Linked DNA regions of Mus musculus: all the other regions are linked to region 1. A link is a contact called in public Hi-C, HiChIP or PLAC-seq and promoter capture Hi-C data. All regions are on one chromosome and are shown on one strand. The core of a region is the stretch at or near the end of the contact, and the rest is flanking DNA. Distances in the headings are between cores, read along the strand shown.

Region 1 (2,988 bases), core at 241-2,740:
CAGGTTCATCCTTCTGTTTATACTGGTTAGGGTATTCTTACACAGTTAAGGATGAATAAAGGAATAGCCACAGCTGAAGCACTTTTCATGGCTTTGACCATGTTGTTTCATCCCAATAACACAGCAAATATGTGCATTTTGAAGCATAGATTTATTGAGAACAATCAAAATAATTATTAAAAACCATTTGATTTTGTAATTTGGAAAACACCAACATTTTCCATCTCCTTTTCATTCTAAATAAGTAATAAACCCGCTCCCAATGTTGAGAAAAGATGGGCCTGTTGCACTCTTTACCTTTATGCAACCATTTTGTTTCAGACATAATTTACTGAAAAACATTTTTTTTAATTAGATACACTTAAATACCTTTTGGAAGCTTTGTGGTCTAACGCATTTGTATCAATACAATATTTTTCACTGTGTGTTGCAAGTGAAGGGACACTCTGCCTTTGCCATTTGATGAGGCTTCCCTCCCCTGTTCCCCTCACTGCATACATCAAGCACGGCTTCCAGGGTGAGCTTTGTTAGTTTTTCTGAGTGGACTACCCAGTTACTATGCTAGTCACATTCTACACTCGCCCAAGCGATAGGCTTTGACAGTCTCCTGGACTGGGAATATGGTTTGGCCCGGAGATTCTGAGTTGGATTTACTAGTTGAGATTCCCGAGCCCGGAATGCCTGAAGGAGCTGGGGCCGGATAAGCAGTGCAAGCTTTCAAATCTAGGTGTAGCTGTTAATCCTCTACAGAGGCATCCCAGTCTCCCAGCGCAGCTTTGCTGGCGGCGAGCAAGATGTATGCTTTTCATGTACTGCGTACTCATGGGCTGAGGGGTTATTGATTTCTTTCACAGTTATAGAAACAGCGATAGGTGATCATACCACACATACAGTACACACCAAGTTAGCGACCTTTCGCTTTTGTAGCCGAGAAAAATCTGCCTCTCCTATCTCAAACACTCAACTTTCCAACTGCAGTTTTCCGTGAAGCTCTGCGCGGATAGAAATTGCTTGAAACAGAGAGGAGCTATTTATTATTTTTAAAAATGATTTAAGTCTGTAAGAAACTTATAACATTCGGCTATTTTGTAAGACTTTCCCTAGAGCTGGCTTGCACGCACATCTTTGACCCGTCCTGCTGACAGAGCAAACGTGGCTACTTGGATCCCTCATGGAACCAAGCTAGTCATTTCCTTCTAGAGAGTAAGAGCAAGCGAAGTTTCTGGGACAATTATGAGAAAAAGCATGGAAAACACTTACCAGGAAGACGAGGAAAAAGCAATCCTTTATACCCTGCTGCTACAGCTGTAATTCCATTGCCTGTGAGTTGAAGTAAAAACCCTCCCCCGTCTCCGGAGCGCGGCATCCAGTGCACACAAAGCCACGGCAGCTGCAGCCTGAGCGGTCCTGCTTCAGATCACTCCTGCGCTGAGGACTGCGCGCGAGAGCATCCAGTTGACTGCGCGCAGCCCACCTCCAAGTCTGAAGTTTAAAGCTTCACCTCGCAGTGGTTGAGGAAGGGGGTGATGTCATAGGTGGGCAGGACTTAGCCCAGCTCTTGTTCAGTGAGGTAACTGGATAATCAGACAGATGAGCTTTGCCAACGCTAGAGGGGGTGAGAGAAGCCGAAATGAGCCTTTCAGTTTGCCAAAGCTGAGATGCCATTTGGTTTGTAGGCAGCAACTCTGGAATCTCCGCGCTCCCTAAAGTTTACTACTGCAAGGTAGTGATAGCACACTCAGAAAAACACAAGCACGCTAGGAGAATATTTATAAGATCACAATAGAGAAACAGGTGTCTGATGCTCAAGCCATCTGTACCAAAAATAAGTTAACAAAAGTCAGATTATTTTTATTACATTAAAATCGTAACTGTGGAGAACAGAGGATGGCAATCCCAACTAATATTGATTTGGCAAATGAGAAAGCAGGGTCAAATGGTGATTTACTTAGGAGAAGGGAGAAAATGGAAGAACAGTGAAAAATATTGAAGAAAGCAGTCTTATTGGGAAGTAGAAAGGTTTTTTTTTCCACATGCATTTTCACATAATGAAGACTGTTTTATGTACTACTAGAGAGACCACCTACATGTGTGCATAAGGGTATACCTCTACTTCAGAACTAGGAAGATACAATCACTCATATTTATCAGTCTTCCCTAAAATTAAAAGGGTTGAGCCTAACTACATTCTTTTTTATTATTATTATTATGGTTTTTGCTGCCACGAGCATGGCTGCAGTCATCAATATCTTAAAATATCTGTTAGAAATGGTTCTTCCAGGTTTAAATCATTTTAATTTGCGTACATGAATAAATAGTGACAGTTGCAAGACACTAAGATTTCTCTGCCTAATTAACAGGATTCCAAGACTTTAATTTCCAGGTATAATTTTATCATCAGTTTTCTGTTATTTGGACTTGTAAGTTTTCTCCTAAGTAAGTGAATTTAAGTGACGAATCTTGTTTCTATATTTACCCAAATAGCAATCTCCTTTCCCTTCTTTCTTTGCTTGATTCTAACAAGCTCATGACTTTATCCTTTCTAGGAAATGGTCTGTTTGTCTCTGAAGGCTAGTTGTCTGTCTTAGGAGTACATGGCTATTCTCTCCGTTAGCTTCACGTGGTTCCTAACTTGAGTTTGGCAGCTGTTTGACCTTTAGAACTCCCCTCTGAGAATGGGTGCTCTCAGGAGTGGAAGGTGACCCCTCGATAAGAGATGTTCCGACACCTATTGTTCTATGCTTGCTCTCTTGCTGACTTCTGAGGAATGGCCCACTGAATGAAAGTAGGACTTTAGCATGTTAACATCTATTGAAAAGCCAATTTCTCAGAAGTCTTCAGTAGTGCAGGTTAAACTGAGAGGTGGCCGTAGATTTTTGATGGAAAAAGTAGGTGTAACTGATAACCTCTCAGGAAAGGATAGGAGTGATTTCAGTTACTGAAAATCAAACACCTGGATTAAATTATTGTTTGAAATAATTCTTTCTA
Region 2 (2,988 bases), core at 335-2,834, 1.7 Mb after region 1:
CAGCTAACTCACACAAGGCACTACGGATGGAAACGCTCATTTCACATCACTGTGGACTCCCAGGACCTAGAGGTAGGGCCAAAAGTGAGTGTTTAGTTAGGTCCATAAATCTACCACTTAGCTCCCCTGTATCTTAAAGAAACTAAAAGGCAAAGAACCCATACAGAAAAAAAAAAAAAAATGAAGTCTAATTTCCAGACCTGACTCACCCAATGCCAGGGGCATCTTATAATTTCAGAAAAATCCACAAGACAAAGGCTACAACATGTGTACATTTAGCCATCAAAGGGCCAATCAGTCTTGTCTTTGAGTGGCAGAGGAATTGGGCCCCAGGTTATCTCCACTCTGCTACAAGACAGTTTTTCATTCTATTCTGGGAGGAGGAAAATTGGATCAAAAAAAAAAAAAAATCCCAACTTTTGGACAAAAAAAAAAAATTAATCTGAGGAGATAGGAAGTGGGTGTGATACCTTTACCCATTCTGGATCTGACGGGGAATTCTTTTTCCTGAGTCCATTCCTTTCATGTAACTGAGAAACAGTTTACAGTCTGATCCATGAGCAGAGAGCCAATAAAAGACTCTTTCCTCCAGGTATTGCCCCTCTCATCAGGACTTAAGCATGAGTAAAAGACTACAGAACAATGCAAGGTCAGTCGCTCCCAAGCTTTTCTTGCATATACAGGCCATACCATAATACCCAGTGAAGACATAGGAGAAGAACACTGTTTATAACATGCTCCACACACACATGTGAATTGTGTAGTCTCAAAATCTGGCGACACCAAAGCTCTTCTTCTCTGGCCTCATTGAGCAGAAAATAAGCAATGGAGGACAAAAATGGGCTGAATCCACATTATTCTGGTAGTTCTGCTCGTGTTCATACATAGAAGGAAACGAGAGTCAGGAGAACAAAAGTGGTGTTACATTTACAAGCGTTTTAAAATAAATAAATAAATTAGAATTGGCGACATATGGTGTTCAACTTTCAAGAGCTAGCCTATTCAAAGTAAAATAGGTTTCTATCTAAGCCGTTCTCTTTGAGTCAGTTTGTCTTCCAAACTCAAGCATTTTTCTCGGCTGAATTTGAGGGGATTAGTTATTTTTAAAAAGAAAAAGAAAAAAAAAGAAAAAAAACAGAACTCAAAAGCCGAAGTGAACTTAGAGAGACACACATAAGCTGTTCTCCATATTGAGTCAACACCTGGGGCATTGATTTGAAAGCCAAATGCAGGCTGTTCATCTGCACTGCCAAGGATAACAGAAGCAACTGTCTCACTGTCACCAGAGAGAAAGAACCACGTCACTGGGGCTCCATCTGCAGCTGCCTTTCAGGACCAAAGATAACCAGGGAGGAAGGGGGGCGGGGGCGGGGGATGAGCTTTGTTGTGAAACTTGAGAGCCTTCCTCCTTTCTCCAGACCACCTACCCTTTCTCATTTAAAGTGAGTTTCTCCTCCAAGCCCACCAAATTCTCTTCCTTCCAAATCCATCCTCTTTGTGGCTCCCGTCTTCTGCTGGGCTCATTCAGCTAAGCACTGCTGCTCCTGCTGCTGCTACCCAGCTCCCAGAGCTTGTCTGGCTGGCCTTTCCCAGCATTCCAAGCGGTAATGGTCTCATTGACCCTGTAATTAAAGGAGTCCTCTGCCTCCCTACCCTGGCTGGCTGCCCTCCACCTCTCTTCTATTATTCTTTCCGTAAGACCACCAGCAGATGGATAGAGATTTTTCACCCTTTCAAAAGCTCTCTGTTTTTCCCATCTCATCAAGCATATCTCAGCCAAGCGTAATTAGCTTAAGGCTTTTGAGTCCTCACAGGAGATCTGTTAAAAGACCTGAGCAATTTCAATAAAGAACTTGAAACGCAAATCCTACAGGCTGTGCCTAACCACAGGAGAGCCACTATTATTTAGAAGCAGAGACCTCTCTCTTCCTCACATCCCTCTTTCTTCGGGGCAGGCATTTAAAAATTCTCAAGAGTATTCATGAGGCCTCCCTCCAGGGCTTTGGGATCTTTCGGACCTTTATTGGGTAGGTGGGATATTTAAGCTCTTTGTCTTCAGCAGGTCAGCCTTTGGCTCCTTTTAATTGATTTCAATCATGGGGTGCATTTTGGGGAGCCTTAAGATACCCCCAAATGGCCAACAGTTTGTTTGCTAAGTCTCTTAGACATTTCACTCAGCTTTTTTTTTAATCCCTTAGTCATTGGAAAATAGCTGGTGAGCTTCCTTTGTGGTTCAGAACGGTTGATAATGAAGGCTAAATTAATTAGCTGCAATTCAGATTTGCACCCTACCTTTGAGTGGCGGTGACCCTTGAATTGTGAATAGCCATATGTATTGCAGTGTTGATCCCATAGCCTTAGCCCTTTTTGCTCCCATCTATGGGAGAAAGCAAGCGTTTGAAACTTAAATTAAACTCTGTTCTCATTAAAATGAAGTGAAACAGAGCCTAAGTCTGTGACACTCATGCTGCGCATGGAATGCTGGAGAAGCCCAGCCTCACTAGGAGAGGTAATGTGTATCCCCCATGCCTTCCAGAAGGAGGCTGGAACTCGGGTGTCAGGTCTGAAGGGTCACAAGACAAGCAGGCTTCCCTCATTCGGTTGCCCATTACCAAGACTTGGGAGAAGAGACTTTCCTTTGTAAACTGCCATAAGAGGAATGAGCTGCAATGCTTGATTAGAAGGCCTTTTGTTGTCCTGGGTACACTAATCAGTTCCTCTTTGAGTGACAATGCAGGGATCTAGAGATATACCAATTCTGAAGATTGGCCAGACACATACACCGCAGCTGCAGAGGACACTACAGTCAGAACAGAGTAAGTCCCCTTTTAAAACCGGAATGTGCCTCTAGAGTGGGATGGGAAGTTGACTTGCCAGGCAGACTCCGAAGACTGAGCGATTAATTTACTGCTATCATCAACACATGACAAGGTCTGAAGCAAAACTTGACTTGCAGGAAGATGAACGCAGGATGAATGTTCTCAGTGG
Region 3 (2,988 bases), core at 156-2,655, 1.5 Mb after region 1:
TAAAAGCCTTCTTCTTAACCATAGAGAGGCCATGTCCAAGGCCTCTTTACCATGCACCTGGCACTTACAATAGACATATTTTTAAAATGTAAAGTTTAAAGTCTGAATCATACGTTAGCATTGTAAAATCTGCAGCAAAAAGTTACTTTAAGTTAAAGCATTTGCAGGAAACCCTGCTAACATCTATCCTCCACTTAGACATGGTTGTGCCCGCTTGTACTCCTCCTGAGGCTGAGGCTGGAGTTTGAGACTGCTCAGGGTTCCTTAGTAAAACTTTATCAAAAGTAAGAAGGAGGAGAAAGGAAGAGTGGAGGGAAAGGGAGGGAGGGAAGGGGAGGAGGGAGAAGTCGCAGGCTAGAGAAGGAAAGAAAAAAAGAAATTATCTACCTGCTGACCTAATATCCATCTGTTTTTCCTCTGTCACACAACATACAAACATCCGGGCTTTCTGCCAGTACTCCTAATTTTCAGGCTAGGGGCTGGGGAGGCAGGTAGTGAGGCTTCTCCCACTCCCCCACGGAGAACAGCAAAGGCTTGAAGACATTGTACAAGCTGGGCAGGTCTTTGTCAAGGGTCAGTGAGTATTTCAGAGGAAACATTGTTTTCATCTTTTCAAAGAACATTTCATGCAGACCTTAAAGAAAAGAAAACAGGACAAAACCCCCAAGCTAAGCAGAAAGTTGCAGGGCACTTAGCCTCCATGCCACTTCCCCTGAGGGAGACTTAGCTGTCAAAAATATTTGATAATAAACATTGAAAAGCCTTAACAGAATCACCAAAAGTTGTGAGTTCAAAATGTAAAGTGGAAACCAGCTCTCCTGGAACCTCTTGGTATAAAGACAGAGCAAGCAGATCAGAAGCTGGGCAGGAGTAGGTGACTTACATGCAAGAGGAAAGGAAGACAGCAAAGGCAACTCCTGACATAAAAGGAACCAAGACCAACACTTTTTTTCCAAATGGTCCTTCGAGAGAACAAAGTCTGAGATTTATAATTAAAGCCATTCAAGAGCCTGTTGGTCCAATGAAGCAACATTGATTTTTTCCCCCTACACTCTTCTGTTGATTCCACCAATTGCCAGGTGAAAAGGGGGAGGAAGAAAATAAGGGGCCAAGTAAAAGGCAATGTCTCTTTATGGGAACTTACAGTCTATGTGGGGGACGTGTTCTTCTAGGTGCCATTCAAAACCACAGAGACCATGTGTGATAGCCACAGGAGATAAAAATGCAAAATAACAAAGGAGCTGGGAACAAATCCTGCATGTCGAAGGAGACAGAGAATAGCAGACCAGTGAGGGGATAAATGCTGACTGTAGTTGCTCTTTGTATTCCTTTCTGTCTTTTATACACAGCGCACACTCAAGTCATAACAGCCCCGCCCCTTCCCACCACCCTCCACTATGGCTGCTGCCATCAGCCTGGGGGAGGGATGGGGATTGCTGATAGCACCATTTCAGTTTGCTCGATTCTGTGTTGTCTGAGACTGGAACCTAAGGAAAATTACTGGTGGGGGATTATTCTCTTGAAGTTTGCCTCTTGAACAAAGAGATTCTTTCTTGCAAAAGTGGGAGGGACACCAGACTGAGGAAAAAAAAAACAGCTTTTTTTTTTGTCCCGACCAAAAAAAAAAAAAAAAAAAAAAAAGCTCTTTTGGAAGATATGTTAATGAGTTTCTCTTTGAACTGTAAATGGCATCTGCAGAGCACGTTTGATGCTAATGGCAATGGGAAGACGTGATAATACACAGCCGGCCTTACTGACTTGTGTGGTAACCCGCCCCACCCTTTGAGCCTCTTAAGCAGGCTGCTGAGCACCCCGTGACTTAGCATGGCATTCTCCTCTCTCCTCTTGAGCAGTGATTTGGATTTCTCCTAATAATGGCATTTTTTTAAGGTCATGCTTCTTCAGCTTTATAAAGCCTGAGTCTCAGTGCCAAACCCATAGGCAGCAATGAATGACAATTGTTCCTTGAAATTTTTAATTACTCTGACAAAGAAGGAGTAATTATTAACTTTTGTCTTCCGAACCACCTCTGCAGATGTTCTTAATCAAATAAAAGAAAGAGGAAAGTGTGTTCCGAGAGGCAGGAGTATGAAATATACAATAGGAAGTTGCAGCTGGGTCGGGGGTTGACACGAGCTTCATGAACAATAGATCTAACATTGGAAGGGTAATTTCATGTCACAGACTAGATGGGGAAGAAGAAATTTGAGTCAAAAGACCTATTTCTGGCAGCGTCTTCTTAGTTTGAGGGTACTTAGTGTACCCTGCAAGTGACAGCACAATGCCCTGAGGAGCCCAGTACTTTAGTGGAGCTAAGACACTCCCCGGCTGAATTAACTTTTGACAGGCTAGACACCAAGAGATGGCATGGAATCTATAAAGTGTTGTCAGGGGTCAAGTCTATCCAAGCAATACACTGAGAGTGAGATTTGCAGTCGGGAGCTTCGTGGGAATGTAATCTTGATCAATACCTGGGGGTAGGAGGTGTTGAGGGAGGACTGGGCAGGCAGGAAGCCAGGTTGGGAGAAGCTGCAGTAAGATAAGGACAGTGAAGGAGTCAGGTGACCCCATAAAGATTCTGGAGATGCTAGAGTGCATTAATGTGCCAGGAGTGTGTTGCAAATGCCACCGGCTATGTAGTTTAAGCTACAGAAAAGTCATTTCTTTATAGTTCAAGGCAGAAAGAGAGAGAGAGAGAAAAAAAGAGTTTGCCATCACAGCCCTGGCTTCTAAAATTTCTCTCTGTGACTTGCAGATAACCTTCTTCTGGAACTTCAACATCAATTTCCAGTCTGTCCACTTCTTACAAAGACAGTTGTCACTCTGGAATACAGTTAAAGACTTCAATTTAGCATCTCTTAAAATCCTCTTTCCAAATACTTCTGTGTCTTAAGGGATTGAAAGAGTCAGAGTTCTAAGGTGTGAACGAGGAGTGGGGCACACCATTCTGATTTTACTACAAATTCCTTCAGACTTGCATCCTTTGAA
Region 4 (2,988 bases), core at 189-2,688, 1.5 Mb after region 1:
TAAAAATAAAATTTTCCTTTTTTAGCATAAGAAGGTTAGTCTTTAAAACAGTACTCCTTTCAATAGTTTAGTTTCTATTACTTTCTTACTAATAAATTCCTCATTCATTATTTTATATAATAATATGGACTAGCTATATGTTTTTCATGCACACTAATTTTTAATTAATTTTAAAAATTTTAAATTAATTTTCAACTCATAAAAATCCCACAGAAATTCACTTCGCTTTTATGGGTGGAGGAAATAAGTGAAGAAGGGTCATGACGTAGGAAAGAATTCAGAAGACAGACAGAGAAGGAAAGGCACACGTCTGCATTAGTGGCAACTTCTGTGCTATATTACAGTCATTCCTCTGTACTTGTTGAAAAAGACTCATTTAACCCTTGCATAGGCCAGAAGCAGTCAGCACACTGAGCTCTACTCTGACACCTTTAAATAAAGTGCTGACTTAAATCCATTGTAGCAGAGACTGGCATATGGCCCACTCACAATAGCTTTCCCTCATAAATCTACTCATAAAGGCCTCATAAATCTTTGCTTGGGTGTTGTATTTAAAAAACACTGTGGATAAATATGTGAAAGGGCATTGCTAATGTCCAAGCAAAAGTAAACTGTAAAATAGCTCTCATGACTGCTTCCCAAGCTGTATTCTTCAAATAGAGCTGGCTAAAGAGAAAGGAAATGTATGATAACAGCAAACGAGCTGCTAAGATGTGAGTGCCTCTCTGTGTGTGTGTATATGTGTGTGTGTGTGTGTGTGTGTGTGTGTGTGTGTGTGTGTGTGTGCATGTGTGTGCTTATGTGTGCTTGTGTGAGTGTGTGAATTTGTGGGTTTGGTGTGTGTGTGTGTGTGTTGTTCCTGTTTGTGCACCTTTTGTAAAGCAAATGCTATTTGCAATGTAAGAGCCATAGCTGCTGAGCAGAAAAGAACTGCATTCAACAAATACATCTGCCAGAAAACTCTGGGGTTCTGATTTAGATTTTATAGTCTAAGAATGACTAGATTGCTTTAAAAGCACTTCTCCAATGTTTGTATTTCACTCTTTGATAGAATATGTCAAGCAAGGAAGAAAACGGTCATTTATTTCTTTTGAACACAGGAAGAAAAGGATTTACATTCAAAAGCAGTCATCATGACATCCATGAAAGTTCCCAAGTATTTATCAACATGCTAGGCTTGCAATTATAATATACTTAATCAGATTCACATCTTCAGTAACTTTGAAGCCTCCATCCGCGAGGTGGTAGGTAGACTTATTCTAAGCTGGGGCCGACTGATCAAATGGGCATATGGGTACGTAATTGCCAGAAAATGTCCTTGTGTCCAATGGGGGCCATAGCTTAGAATGAAAGAAGTCCTGTTAGTACTTCCACACCATATGAGGAGACAGCTCTACTTTATTAGTGAGATTACACTGGCCATGGATGGTTGGCTGTCTTGATCATTTGCAGCCCGATTCTGAAACCATTGATGGGGTCACTGGGCTGCCCAATTCAATTCAGTCATTAAGACAACTGGAGGAACCAGACTGTAAAATGGTTGGTCTGGTTATTTCTTAATGATGTAATTGCATCGACCTCAGAGAGATCCAATTAATTGCTGGGCAGTTGGTAACTGCGGTGGTCTCACCAATAAACTCAGCTACCAGTAAGGAACTTGAATTGTCTATATACATCTTTGATTTATTTTTCAATTTGCTATTATCAATCTAGAAATGATAGTGTTGGCTTAATTTTATTTTGTTTGTTTTGTTTTGTGGACCCCTTACATGAATCGCATTCCTTAAATGTATATTCATTTATATCTTTAATTTAAATGTACTTTATGATATTATAGTAATACTGGATGCTATCTTAAGATATGACTATTTTCTCTTCCTGCATAAGTTTCTTTACCATTTTAGGCTTGCGGAGATCTGGGATGCAATTCATTGTGTACTAGAATACTAGGGAAAAGGTAAGGCTAGATGAAAATTGCAAGTCTATGCGAAGGGAAAGAATAGTATTCTTCCTTTCCTTTCCATGCCTATTTGAAAGGCTTGCTGCAAAGCATTTAGTCTTTCAGAGCATAGCAAATCTAAAGAGTGCTCTTCTTTGCTGAGTGTCCTCTGGACAGTATGGTACCTGAGGATGGAGCCATAAGCAAGGAAATGATTGCTACAATGCCTTGAGGAATCAATGAAGAGCCAAGGAGAACTTCAGCTCTCCCCCACCTACCAGGAAAAACCATAGTAATTCCCCCTTTTAAAAAAATAGGTACTGACACAAGCACTTGGCTAGGGCCGCTGCATCAATTTAATTCACTACATCCATTACTACTCAGTTATTCCTGGAATAGACCATGAATGTTTGTTCAGTAAGTGAAGAAACACTTTCTTATATGAATGTCACTCTGCTAATTGTTAACTCCAAAAAGGCATAAAAGGAGAGGCAAGTGCTACACTTTTATTTATTTTGAAAAAATGATAAATATATCAAATACTTTAAAATTAAGTTACAGGTAATAAGTTTCCCTAGGAGGTTTTAATACATATTTCATTCCCAACCTCCTATTGCCTTCTTCTCCTCCTTCCTCATCGCTCAGACCCTGCACTGGACCCTTGAAGCCCGAGATTTTCAGGTTTCTGCTTTATTCTCTGGCCCTCCTTGTGTGTCCTTCCTTGAGGATTCTTTTGCCAGCCACATGGGTCCCTTTCTAGATTCCTCTCCTTTAACCATATTTTTCCCTACCCTCAACAGACATGTTTAACAATTAGAAGCTAGAATCCGCACTGGATATAAAATATTTTTTTTTCTGAACCTGGCTTTCCTTGCTTAAAAAGATGTTTGCCAACACCATCTATTTATCTTTCTAGAAATTTTATCATTTCTTTCTTGTGAATGAATAAAATATGACTGTGTATGGGTACCACATTTTTATTACTTTATTCATTCATTGTTTCATTCATCTGCTGATGGGCACCTAGGGCAATTCCATTTACTGACTAC
Region 5 (2,988 bases), core at 195-2,694, 1.4 Mb after region 1:
TAAATAGCAAAACAGACCCCAAAAACCCAAAACTACATCCACTTTGGAGGCACAGAAAATCACATCCTGGGGAACAAATTATATAATGTGCTAGATGGTAAAGACTATCAGAAAAAATACAAAAATAAAATTAAAAAGTAAAAACCAGAAGTGTTGAGGACTGAGCTTCTGGGGAAAGAAGGATAGGAAGGAAGGAAGATGTGATGTGAGACACGGAAGACCAGGAGGGAATCAGCTCCATAAAAGCACAAGAAAGAGTGACCAAGCCAGCTGAGTCAGTCACCAGGGCATCAAGGGAGGGAGTGAGGACTGGTAAAGAAAAACAACTAGACAAAATTATAGCAGGACTTCAGCCCACACTGAGACTGAAGCAGCTGTAGTTCTCTCCAGCCTGCTTTTATATCATTCTAGGTATATCCAAAAAAACATGGTTAGTTCTTAGATCAAAGACAAAGTAATCAAAGCAAAGTAGTAAACAGAGGGATCACACAAGAAAGTAATCAAGTAAAGAAGTAAGCAAAGAGATCACATAAGGAAGTAATTCAGCAAAGTAGCAAGCAAAGCCCCATAGTCACCATTCCTAATATTCTTATCCAAGCCTACTTCCTTGTCTGAGCCCAGTGACAAATGCCAAATTCCTAGAAGTGGCACCCAAAGCTCTCAACAAAAGAGTTTTCTAGGAAGTAGGAGACAGAACAAACCATTGTTCAGAGACATCAAGGAATCCAGTGTCACGGATGTGACTGGAACAGTGGGAGACAACAGGAGCTGATTGACAGGAGTCAGCTTTTGTCCGTTAACACTGGAACCTTAGATTTTTCCTTTGACATCCATGGATGAGCATGGCTGAATTCTTTACCTTCGTTCTGAAGTTGAGACAGGGAAAGAAACTGAAACCTTCTCAAGGAAGGCTGGATTTTCTCTTCAGTGGGAAAGCATGGCCTGGGGTCCCAGACTGGTCCTGTTGGTGGTGGTTAAGTGAAAGAGCAGGTTACCATAACCAGGTACCTGTTATTTTCAAAGCAGAATGTGTTGTCCTCTGGGGAGAGGCACTTTATTATTTTGTAATCTAAGAACCTTTTGGCTTTGTTTCTAAAACAATAACAAGCTATTCCCTAGAATTAAAATATAAAGACACACACCCAAAGCCATATAAAAAGAAAAGCACCTGAAGCAATCTATAAAACTTTAAACTTCAGAAGCACTAATTTAATCAGGGAAACTTTATCTACAGCATTTTTGCTGTCTCCATTAACCGTGTTATATGGTTTCTGAGAACCCTGAATCTCTGCATCTAACGGGAAGTTATACGTGCCTTTTATCCTCAACAGATGTGGACATCAAATGTTTATGGGCATGAAAAAGTCTTCCCATTAGAGGAAACCCTGTCAAGTAGCAGGATTTTCTTTTATTATGTTGTTTTATGCAGAGAACATTTCTTCTAAAACCACAGAGGCCACATAAACATGAAAGAAGTACTGTTGAATTTTCCCAACACATGTTCTTCCACCACTGTGTGAGTTACTGGTTTGTAAATGGTTTCCAGTCTTGACCTTCCTGGAGACCCAAGGGCTGTAATGCATTGGTCCCCAGGGACTGCTCTTGTCACTCCAGCTTTTTGTTAAACTTGGGCATAGTTTTCTGTTCCCAGTGCTCTTTTATTCATCTTATCATTTCCTTATGCAGTCAATTCTAGAAACAAAATTTAATCGTGTTGGGGATAATGTGGAAAAATAGCCCATTCCTATTTTATGGTTTTAATATCTCATGTTAGTGCTAACAGTAACTTGAGTCATCTAATCCTTTGTCCTTATATTTTGTGTTTCTATGTATGTTAAGGGTGTGAAAGATGATAATATATACAAATGCTTTCAAGGAACTGGATATATGGGATATGTGGTATATGGGAACAGTGAACGTTTTAATATCTTCACTCATCAGTCATCGCCCCTGCTTTCCAAAGCAGGTAACCCTGTATCACATGCTTCATATCAACTACAGGAAGGAAGGAGAATGGGAAGAATTTGTCCTTTGATACACCCATGACTAAAATGAAAGGGAAATAAAGAAATGTGGTTTATGCAATGGAAGGCTGAACAACTGCTAATGATGTACCTCTCAGCCTATCGAGACCCGTTTTGCTCTGACTGACATCTGGTTGTTTTTAATTATTCCTGTTTAGTATTTTTTGATTAGCTGTTAGCATTTCTGGAGAGAAACAGCACTGCATCTGCATCCTTACTGGGGCTAGTAATGGCCTAGGCATAGTAGAGACTGAAGCAGGCTCCTTGAATTGGGGCACTTGTGTGTGTATTTCCATTTCATATTGGTCTTGTGCTTTGACTTTTAAAGAGAAGGCAAAGGGTATAGATTTTAGGATATTTATTTTTAGATGTGTATCTACTGGCATATACATTCAAACATCTCTCATAATTGACTTGAATTAGTTTGATAATATTACTGTTCCAGGATAATAGCATCTTTATTTGAAGTTTCGTAGATGAAAACCAGGAAGAATCTCACTTTGTTGATTCTTGCATGTTACTGACTAAGAGAGAGAGTATGTGTGACAATGTGGGCATGTGACAGTGTTCCTTGAATAAGCTAGAGATTTTATTTCTCTCTTTGGAACCTCTGAGTTTCAGGCATTTGATTTGAATTTTGCCAAAAGTCTTTCTTATGATGAATGATAAATAAACTTTTCTTTAATGATCCTTGGTTATTGATCTCTATATTAAATAAAGAAAAATATTATTCCTAAGAATATCCCAACCCTGATATTTAGTGTTGGTCCCCTCTAACTGAGATAATCTGACCACCTAAATATTGCTGTAAATACTTATACTGGTTAAAAATATAGAGCAGAAGTCTTCAAATGATTGGTTGACAGACTTAAGAGTAAATATCTTAAGTTTTGGAGGTTGTACCATCTCTGGTATATCTGCTTGACTCTGCTGCACTACAAAAGCAGCCTTGGGTTATATGAAA
Region 6 (2,988 bases), core at 186-2,685, 1.3 Mb after region 1:
ATTGTAGTGTATAACCCAAAGGTTCACAACAGACCTACTAAGTTCACATTAAATACCCTGTGTCAGAGAAGATATGAAGATGATACAAGACTCTGGCAAATTCAAATTCATTTTAAAATATAGTAAAAGATTTGCTTTTATTTTTAAATTTGTAAGGGCCAAAGGCATATTTGATTTGGAGAAGTGTCATTCTGGGGGAGACAAAGTATAGTGAGAGAAAATATTCATTAGTTATAGTAATATGTAGTTAGTTATTAGTAATATTCATCACTAAATCCAGTATCTATTTCCTACTATGCATAATCTTAGAAATAATGCTCAGCGTCCCATCAAAGTAGATTGATGAGGCTCTGTTTTGAAGTATACAATATCATGGTTGTTTCTGTTTAAGATCAGATCCTATCATATAAAATATTGCCTTCCTATTGTCTGCATTCTAGAGAAATAACTCTTTTAAAACTCTTGCAAGATAACAAAGTTTTCAGTTGGTGCTTGCTCTTACAACTAGATGGGAACTCTGTTTGTAGTCCCCACCAGAGCATTTCTAACCCTGCATCACCACCTTTTGCTCTCTCCTGGGCCTTCTGCTCAGAGTACCCTTCTTTGGGATTTGCAAGTATGTTTTGCCCATACTAAGTAGAGACACCTCTGCTTCTGCCTTGTCTTGGTCACTAGACTGCTTTCTTGCTTCTCATTTGCTTACCTCCTGTTTGTCCTTCAGATGGTATCTCAGGAAGGCCACGCCCAGTTCCCAGCAAGATCACAGTCTGCAGGCTTTCACTGAAATAGTTGTCCATCTGTCATAGCTCTCGTTAGGACTGCCTCCATAATAGTTCTGTTATTGTCTGACTACCACTTTACATAGATTGGACATTTCATGAAAGTGGGATGGATATCTCTTTGAGGCCACTGTTGCAACCTCCCTATAAAGTACAGTCTAATGAGTGTTTGGTGAATATTTTTTCAATAAATGACAGCATGGGTAAGGAAAGATGGGAGTAAATAGGAGGAAGGAGAGAATGAGAAAGAAAAGAAAGGAAAATGAGGTGAGGAAGGAAGTTAGGAAGAAAGATAAAGAAAGCTATAGTGTGCTTATTGATTGGGTAACTTCATGCCAGCTCACATCTATTTTCTTAGGGAACTAGGTGGAAAAAGAAGCATGCTAAAGGAAGCCATACAACTGCCTTATTTGATATGTACAGATTTGAGCAATTTGTTCTTCTCCACCCAGACCCTACTTATGAAAGTTTTCTAGCAACGGTTATGTACACAGTTTTTCTCACTTCAGTACACTGAGACTTGGGAAAGTAATGCAATCTTGCAGATTTATTTAGCAAATAGAATCTTTAAAAGTCCCTCCAAAGCACAGCAGTAGGAATTCAGTGCCAGTAATCATATGCCATATTTCAGGCTTTTAATTTCCTCGAGATGATATTTCTTCTGATCTGAAAGCTTTGCTCCCTCCCTTGCATCAGATCTTATTTTAACATACTGATTGAGTCTCTTTATTTTACACTTCCTGCTGGGAAAATAGATGCTAAAATGTGTGTAATGTCACATTTACTTTAAGGCATTGTAGGATAAAATTGCAGGAAGCGAAGGCGTGGACAGCAGTGTGTATGTATGTGCACACCTCCATCAACAGTACACACTGAACATTCAGACTCGTGTCATCCGAAGGAAATGAAAAGGCTGAAATGTGACATGTTTAATCAGATTCCATTCCTCTGTTTATTAGTGTTTAGTTTTTCCCCTCTCTTTTACACTGAAACTTACAAAAGCAGTCTCTCTCTCTAAACAAATTTCTAACCTGATTATGTTTATCAGTCTACTGTGTTATGTTACTTTTCTTGGCAGGTATTTAGAGTTTGGCCTGTGTGGGTAATGGAATGACATCATACTTCACCGGCCTGTTTGCTTCTTGAGAGACCTTGTTGTTTGCCAAGGCCTGAACAAATAGTTCACAAACAGGAATGGTGTTGCTTTCCAGGAACATTTGGTAATGTCTGGAGATATTTTTGTTTGTCCCCATTAGTCAGCAGAGTACTAATCTAATTTAATTGACAGAGGCCAGGGACACTCCTCGATATTCAGACATGCACAAGGAAGTTGCTATGTCATAGAACTAGCCTCCCAGAAATGGCAATAATGCCATAGTGGAGGGACTAAAGATTAAGCCTTAAACTTCAGGTTCCTACCCTTTGACAGTGATCCAGATACCTCACAACCCTGTGAGGAATATCACATACATTCATATATGCTATGTTCCTGATGCAGTTAATAGTTGATGAGTATCTTAGCAACCGCTAAAACAGTTGCATTGTTGATTGGACCCTTGCTTACATCTCCACGTTCATCTTTTCTGATTTTCTTTTATATCTTGGGACTCTCTTGCAGTTTTGCACTAAAGACCCACCATTCATCTCCCTAACTTCATATCCCTACCCCCACTGATCTTGTCTCCACCTCCCTATTTTCAGACTTAAATAATGACAGATCTGACCTGTAGATTCATTCCATCTCAGAACCCAGGTCAATCATCTCCTTGCTCTCTTCCAGAGTATGTTCCCAGCTTTCTATGATAAGTTCCTTTGCTAAAACATCCTGTACATGCCTGAATTTCTTCAGTACCAACATCTCTGGGGAGATCTAGAAAAAGGGGTATTAAGTTCTTGGATATGTGCATAGCCACAGTCATGTGAAAAAGTCATCATACAATTTGAGACCAGAAGGGCTAGGATTGTATTTTGTTTTCCTGTGAATCCTTGATGCTTAGTATCAGTTGATAATGGGATAGGAAGGAACAAATTAGCAAGGAATGGAGACTGTTATTCTCCCCTCCCCTCTAGTTTCTTTCCTGCTGGCTTAACTATTCATGCATCCATGATTGTTAACCGACCATATGTTTATATGTTCACAAGTAATTGATCCTTGTTACATGAGAATTGCTCACACCTGAAGGGTCATTCAGAAAACAGCAAAGGAAGC
Region 7 (2,988 bases), core at 165-2,664, 1.2 Mb after region 1:
TGCTTGCCTCAAACTTCCATTTTCCAGTTGTCTTCCCGGGAAATGGATGCATTAATCCCAAAGTCTTAGCTTGCTTCGTTTTATTCCTGGCTTATTCTTTGTAGGTTCACCATAATTTTTCCACTTCACACGTTAAGATTTTATTTAATGAATTACAACCAAGACATCATGACTATAATGCAAGTTACTTTCTGCCTTAAACACTAAGATATTGGTCACAAAATAAATTAAATCAGCATGTAGATATTTTTGCTATTATAAAGAAGTCCATTGAGGGGTTAATGTATAGGTGGATTAGCAGTCAAGAACATTTACTGTTCTTTCAGAGGACCCAAATTTGGTTTCCAGTATACCAGTATCCATAGATAGGTTGCTCACAACTGCCTGTAACTCCACCTCTAGGGGATCTAACATCCTTTTGTGGCCTGCACACATACATATGCACATGTGTGCACATGGGCATATGCACACACATGTATACACACATACATGTGTCCACACCAAAGTACATGCATACATACATATACATTTATAAAAATAAAATTTAAGAAAAAAAGACTTTTATTCCATTTTGTTCCTGTTTTCCTGTTCCTGGTGGGTGGACAGCCTGCAGAATGTTAGGGCAGAGGCATAGGAAATCCAAGTTTGCCTCTAGTTCCACATGTTAATGGCTGAAGTAACTAGTATTAGTTATGTAACCATCCTCCCCTTCAGGCCAATCTTCCATCTGAAAAAATTAGGGAAGAAATGAAACATTTCTTCATAAGGTTCAAACAATTCTTCTACACTGAATATGACTGAATTGATCATTCATCTTCAAGGAACAGATGTGACATTCATGCCTGAATCTGTTCGCCTGATCATTAAAGCATGACCTAAAAATTAGTCAAATCTGGCATTTTTTTTCTGGACACATCTTTTTTCTGTTTTCCAATCTTGGACACATAATTTTGCTCCCAAATGAGTCTGGTTTACGTCTTAAAGAGAGGGGCAATGGATTGGGCAAAGGGCAAGGACTAAACCAGACGATCAAAGCCACCTAACTCCCAGATGGCCTGATCTAAAAGGCTGCAAGTATTTCTTGCTTAAATTGCATGCCGAAAAGCAGGGGATATTTTAGGAATCTAGAAGAGGATACAGTGTTGAAGATGCTAATGCTTTCAGCACTGTCGAGAACAGCAGAGGTCAGACTTCTTTACTGAGCCAGGGAGTGACTTAAGAGAAGGCTGACTTCCTGCCCTCATCAGGGTCCATTTATAGCACCGTGGTTGCTATTGTCTGAACACCCTTCTTCTTCAAAGTGTTGGCAAATTGGACGAACTCTCATTATGCTTTAGACTGCAGTGAGCATGAATTATGCAGTCGACTTCAACACTTCCCAACAGCATGTGCAAAGTGAACCAGAAAGATAAAGAGAGCGGGCTTTCCTCCAGAATCGGTGGATTTGCTCAGCTTTGGAATTTTGCTGACAGTCTGTGAGGTTATCACTTCCTCCCACTTCAGAGCTGAGCCTCCCATTTGGGCTCTTTGATTGGACTGTGTTCAGACATCCTCGATTTTACTTGGTGCCTGAAGACTAAATTCACTGGTGACCTTTCCTTGTCAGGCAACATCATTTGAGTACTTTATCTGTCCTTAGTAGGGTGTCATCTTTATTGTTTGTGAAAATAAAACCTTTCTCTAAAATGAAGAGAGGTGAAATGTAAGGAATAGAGAGGCTTGGGTGGAACTTTAGAAAACACTGTGCCTACGGTTATTTTATGCTGAGTTATTTATCAGGAAAGCTTCATTAGATAAGCCGCACTATGTTGTAAGCCTTTGCTCTTTCTCTATAGCCACATGAGCCTGGGGAATTAAAATCAGAACAGAGCCCTCCACTGTTTTCACCACACTGCTGCATCACTGTTTGAATACTGTGTGGAATAAGAGGCAACTCTTTAGCTGGTCCCAACAGTGGCACATATATTTTTCCTGGCTCAGTGTTCTGTGCTGCTGGGGTGACTCAGCATCAAGTCAAGCTTCCTTTATTTCCAGAATCTATTTCTCTCTTACCATTGGAGACAAGATGGTCCTAATGAAATTATAAACATAGAAATTGTATTCTGAAGTATAGACAGTCAACCTACAAAGTGTCTATAGTGACATTTTTACATTTCTGTATGACTAATGCCTAATGGCCCAACCCCAGCCTCATAATGCACAGGGGTTTTTGTTTGGTTGGTTTGGTTTTTCTTTCTTCTGTTTTGGGGTGGTGTTTGTTTGTTTGTTTGTTTGGTTGGTTGGTTGGTTGGTTTATTTCTAGCTTTGCCTGTCTTGATGCGATTGCAAGAGATGTTGAGAGCCCACAGCTGAGATCCTGACCCCTTTTGGAGTCAGGAGCCTTCATAGAAGCATGTGATATGGAAATGAAACCCATGTGTGAACGCAGAGTTAATGACTATGAAAAAAGGACTATTTCCCACCACATTTCTAGCCAGCAGCTATGATTAGCAGCATATAAGCTTTCCAGATCCCCTAATGTCCTTTAACTATATCTAAGCAGAGAGATTCTAAAATATCACATTGTAGATGCATGTCAGAAAGGAAATTCCTAATGAAAGGTATCATGCATGCTACAGGGTTGTTGGAGTTCATTGCCATCTTTTCTAAGCATACATTTCTAAATATTTCAGGAAACAGCAACTTTTCTGATGTCTTTATTCACTGGGATGACTAAGGCAAGTGTTACTATAGCCCCGCTGCTTTAACAAATAGCTGTGTGGTAAGGCACATGTCAAATCAGTGTTGTATCTATGCTTTGATGGGAACTTCCTCCTTGACATAGACCAAAATCAGCTCTTGGAACTGTGAGCTATTTACTAATATAATAGAGACGTGTTGAACTTGGGCACAGACTCTTCACCCCCCCCCCCCACCACCATTCACATGAGTTTGGTTGGAGCGGTTGAATGAGTAACCGAAAACACAAAGAACATCACAGTTTTCCTG

The links. Promoter capture Hi-C pulls out the DNA fragments that hold promoters and counts their contacts. A called contact is a pair of places that touch in the nucleus more often than the background predicts. HiChIP or PLAC-seq counts read pairs in DNA pulled down with a chosen protein or histone mark.
Region 2: a contact with region 1 is called in an H3K4me3 HiChIP or PLAC-seq map of forebrain, with 42 times the contacts expected there. The contact joins the enhancer-like site here to the promoter of Flrt3 in region 1. A contact is called at or near these places in 4 of 39 promoter capture datasets (cranial neural crest, hippocampal neurons, liver and 1 more), 3 of 484 Hi-C or Micro-C datasets (the N1E-115 cell line, cortical neurons and ventral hippocampal neurons) and 6 of 115 datasets of contacts at active chromatin or transcription factors (VIP interneurons, astrocytes, embryonic forebrain and 3 more).
Region 3: a contact with region 1 is called in an H3K4me3 HiChIP or PLAC-seq map of embryonic forebrain, with 11 times the contacts expected there. The contact joins the enhancer-like site here to the promoter of Flrt3 in region 1. A contact is called at or near these places in 8 of 39 promoter capture datasets (the 3T3-L1 cell line, the C10 cell line, cranial neural crest and 5 more), 3 of 484 Hi-C or Micro-C datasets (cerebral cortex, nephron progenitors and palatal mesenchyme), 3 of 115 datasets of contacts at active chromatin or transcription factors (astrocytes, embryonic forebrain and forebrain) and 1 of 9 other capture datasets (embryonic stem cells).
Region 4: a Hi-C map of embryonic retina shows a contact between it and region 1, with 2.3 times the contacts expected there. The contact joins the enhancer-like site here to the promoter of Flrt3 in region 1. A contact is called at or near these places in 3 of 39 promoter capture datasets (cranial neural crest, embryonic stem cells and second pharyngeal arch cranial neural crest), 1 of 484 Hi-C or Micro-C datasets (embryonic retina) and 3 of 115 datasets of contacts at active chromatin or transcription factors (embryonic forebrain, embryonic limb bud and stem cell-derived neural progenitor cells).
Region 5: an H3K4me3 HiChIP or PLAC-seq map of embryonic limb bud shows a contact between it and region 1, with 18 times the contacts expected there. The contact joins the enhancer-like site here to the promoter of Flrt3 in region 1. A contact is called at or near these places in 10 of 39 promoter capture datasets (the 3T3-L1 cell line, the C10 cell line, cranial neural crest and 6 more), 1 of 484 Hi-C or Micro-C datasets (cerebral cortex), 4 of 115 datasets of contacts at active chromatin or transcription factors (VIP interneurons, embryonic forebrain, embryonic limb bud and 1 more) and 1 of 9 other capture datasets (adipose tissue).
Region 6: a contact with region 1 is called in an H3K27ac HiChIP or PLAC-seq map of SST interneurons, with 9 times the contacts expected there. The contact joins the enhancer-like site here to the promoter of Flrt3 in region 1. A contact is called at or near these places in 8 of 39 promoter capture datasets (the 3T3-L1 cell line, frontonasal cranial neural crest, hippocampal neurons and 3 more), 6 of 115 datasets of contacts at active chromatin or transcription factors (SST interneurons, VIP interneurons, astrocytes and 3 more) and 1 of 9 other capture datasets (embryonic stem cells).
Region 7: a promoter capture Hi-C map of hippocampal neurons shows a contact between it and region 1, with 25 times the contacts expected there. The contact joins the enhancer-like site here to the promoter of Flrt3 in region 1. A contact is called at or near these places in 13 of 39 promoter capture datasets (the 3T3-L1 cell line, cranial neural crest, embryonic stem cells and 6 more), 6 of 484 Hi-C or Micro-C datasets (cerebral cortex, cortical neurons, cranial neural crest and 3 more), 8 of 115 datasets of contacts at active chromatin or transcription factors (SST interneurons, astrocytes, embryonic forebrain and 5 more) and 1 of 9 other capture datasets (adipose tissue).

The regions. Positions count from the first base shown.
Region 1 is chr2:140,669,986-140,672,973 of GRCm38.p6, forward strand. It overlaps Flrt3 (fibronectin leucine rich transmembrane protein 3), which reads right to left and starts at 1,491. Exons shown (of 3, transcript NM_178382.4): 1 at 1,261-1,491. The region is part of intron 3 of Macrod2 (mono-ADP ribosylhydrolase 2); the gene reads left to right.
Region 2 is chr2:142,333,352-142,336,339 of GRCm38.p6, forward strand. All of the region lies in intron 16 of Macrod2 (mono-ADP ribosylhydrolase 2), which reads left to right. Among named protein-coding and RNA genes, the nearest start is that of Kif16b, 570 kb to the right of the region's middle. Within about 2 kb of position 1,585, at least 73 of the 459 cell types and tissues checked have an H3K27ac peak or open chromatin away from gene starts, as enhancers often do. A contact at or near this core is called in the N1E-115 cell line, VIP interneurons, cortical neurons and 5 more, where this site is marked.
Region 3 is chr2:142,162,311-142,165,298 of GRCm38.p6, forward strand. The region is part of intron 8 of Macrod2 (mono-ADP ribosylhydrolase 2); the gene reads left to right. Among named protein-coding and RNA genes, the nearest start is that of Gm25583, 520 kb to the left of the region's middle. Within about 2 kb of position 1,406, at least 21 of the 459 cell types and tissues checked have an H3K27ac peak or open chromatin away from gene starts, as enhancers often do. A contact at or near this core is called in embryonic forebrain, where this site is marked.
Region 4 is chr2:142,127,888-142,130,875 of GRCm38.p6, forward strand. All of the region lies in intron 8 of Macrod2 (mono-ADP ribosylhydrolase 2), which reads left to right. Among named protein-coding and RNA genes, the nearest start is that of Gm25583, 490 kb to the left of the region's middle. Within about 2 kb of position 1,439, at least 1 of the 459 cell types and tissues checked has an H3K27ac peak or open chromatin away from gene starts, as enhancers often do. A contact at or near this core is called in embryonic retina, where this site is marked.
Region 5 is chr2:142,023,432-142,026,419 of GRCm38.p6, forward strand. All of the region lies in intron 8 of Macrod2 (mono-ADP ribosylhydrolase 2), which reads left to right. Among named protein-coding and RNA genes, the nearest start is that of Gm25583, 380 kb to the left of the region's middle. Within about 2 kb of position 1,445, at least 2 of the 459 cell types and tissues checked have an H3K27ac peak or open chromatin away from gene starts, as enhancers often do. A contact at or near this core is called in embryonic limb bud, where this site is marked.
Region 6 is chr2:141,982,241-141,985,228 of GRCm38.p6, forward strand. The region is part of intron 8 of Macrod2 (mono-ADP ribosylhydrolase 2); the gene reads left to right. Among named protein-coding and RNA genes, the nearest start is that of Gm25583, 340 kb to the left of the region's middle. Within about 2 kb of position 1,436, at least 4 of the 459 cell types and tissues checked have an H3K27ac peak or open chromatin away from gene starts, as enhancers often do. A contact at or near this core is called in SST interneurons, where this site is marked.
Region 7 is chr2:141,875,242-141,878,229 of GRCm38.p6, forward strand. All of the region lies in intron 8 of Macrod2 (mono-ADP ribosylhydrolase 2), which reads left to right. Among named protein-coding and RNA genes, the nearest start is that of Gm25583, 240 kb to the left of the region's middle. Within about 2 kb of position 1,415, at least 24 of the 459 cell types and tissues checked have an H3K27ac peak or open chromatin away from gene starts, as enhancers often do. A contact at or near this core is called in SST interneurons, cortical neurons, forebrain and 2 more, where this site is marked.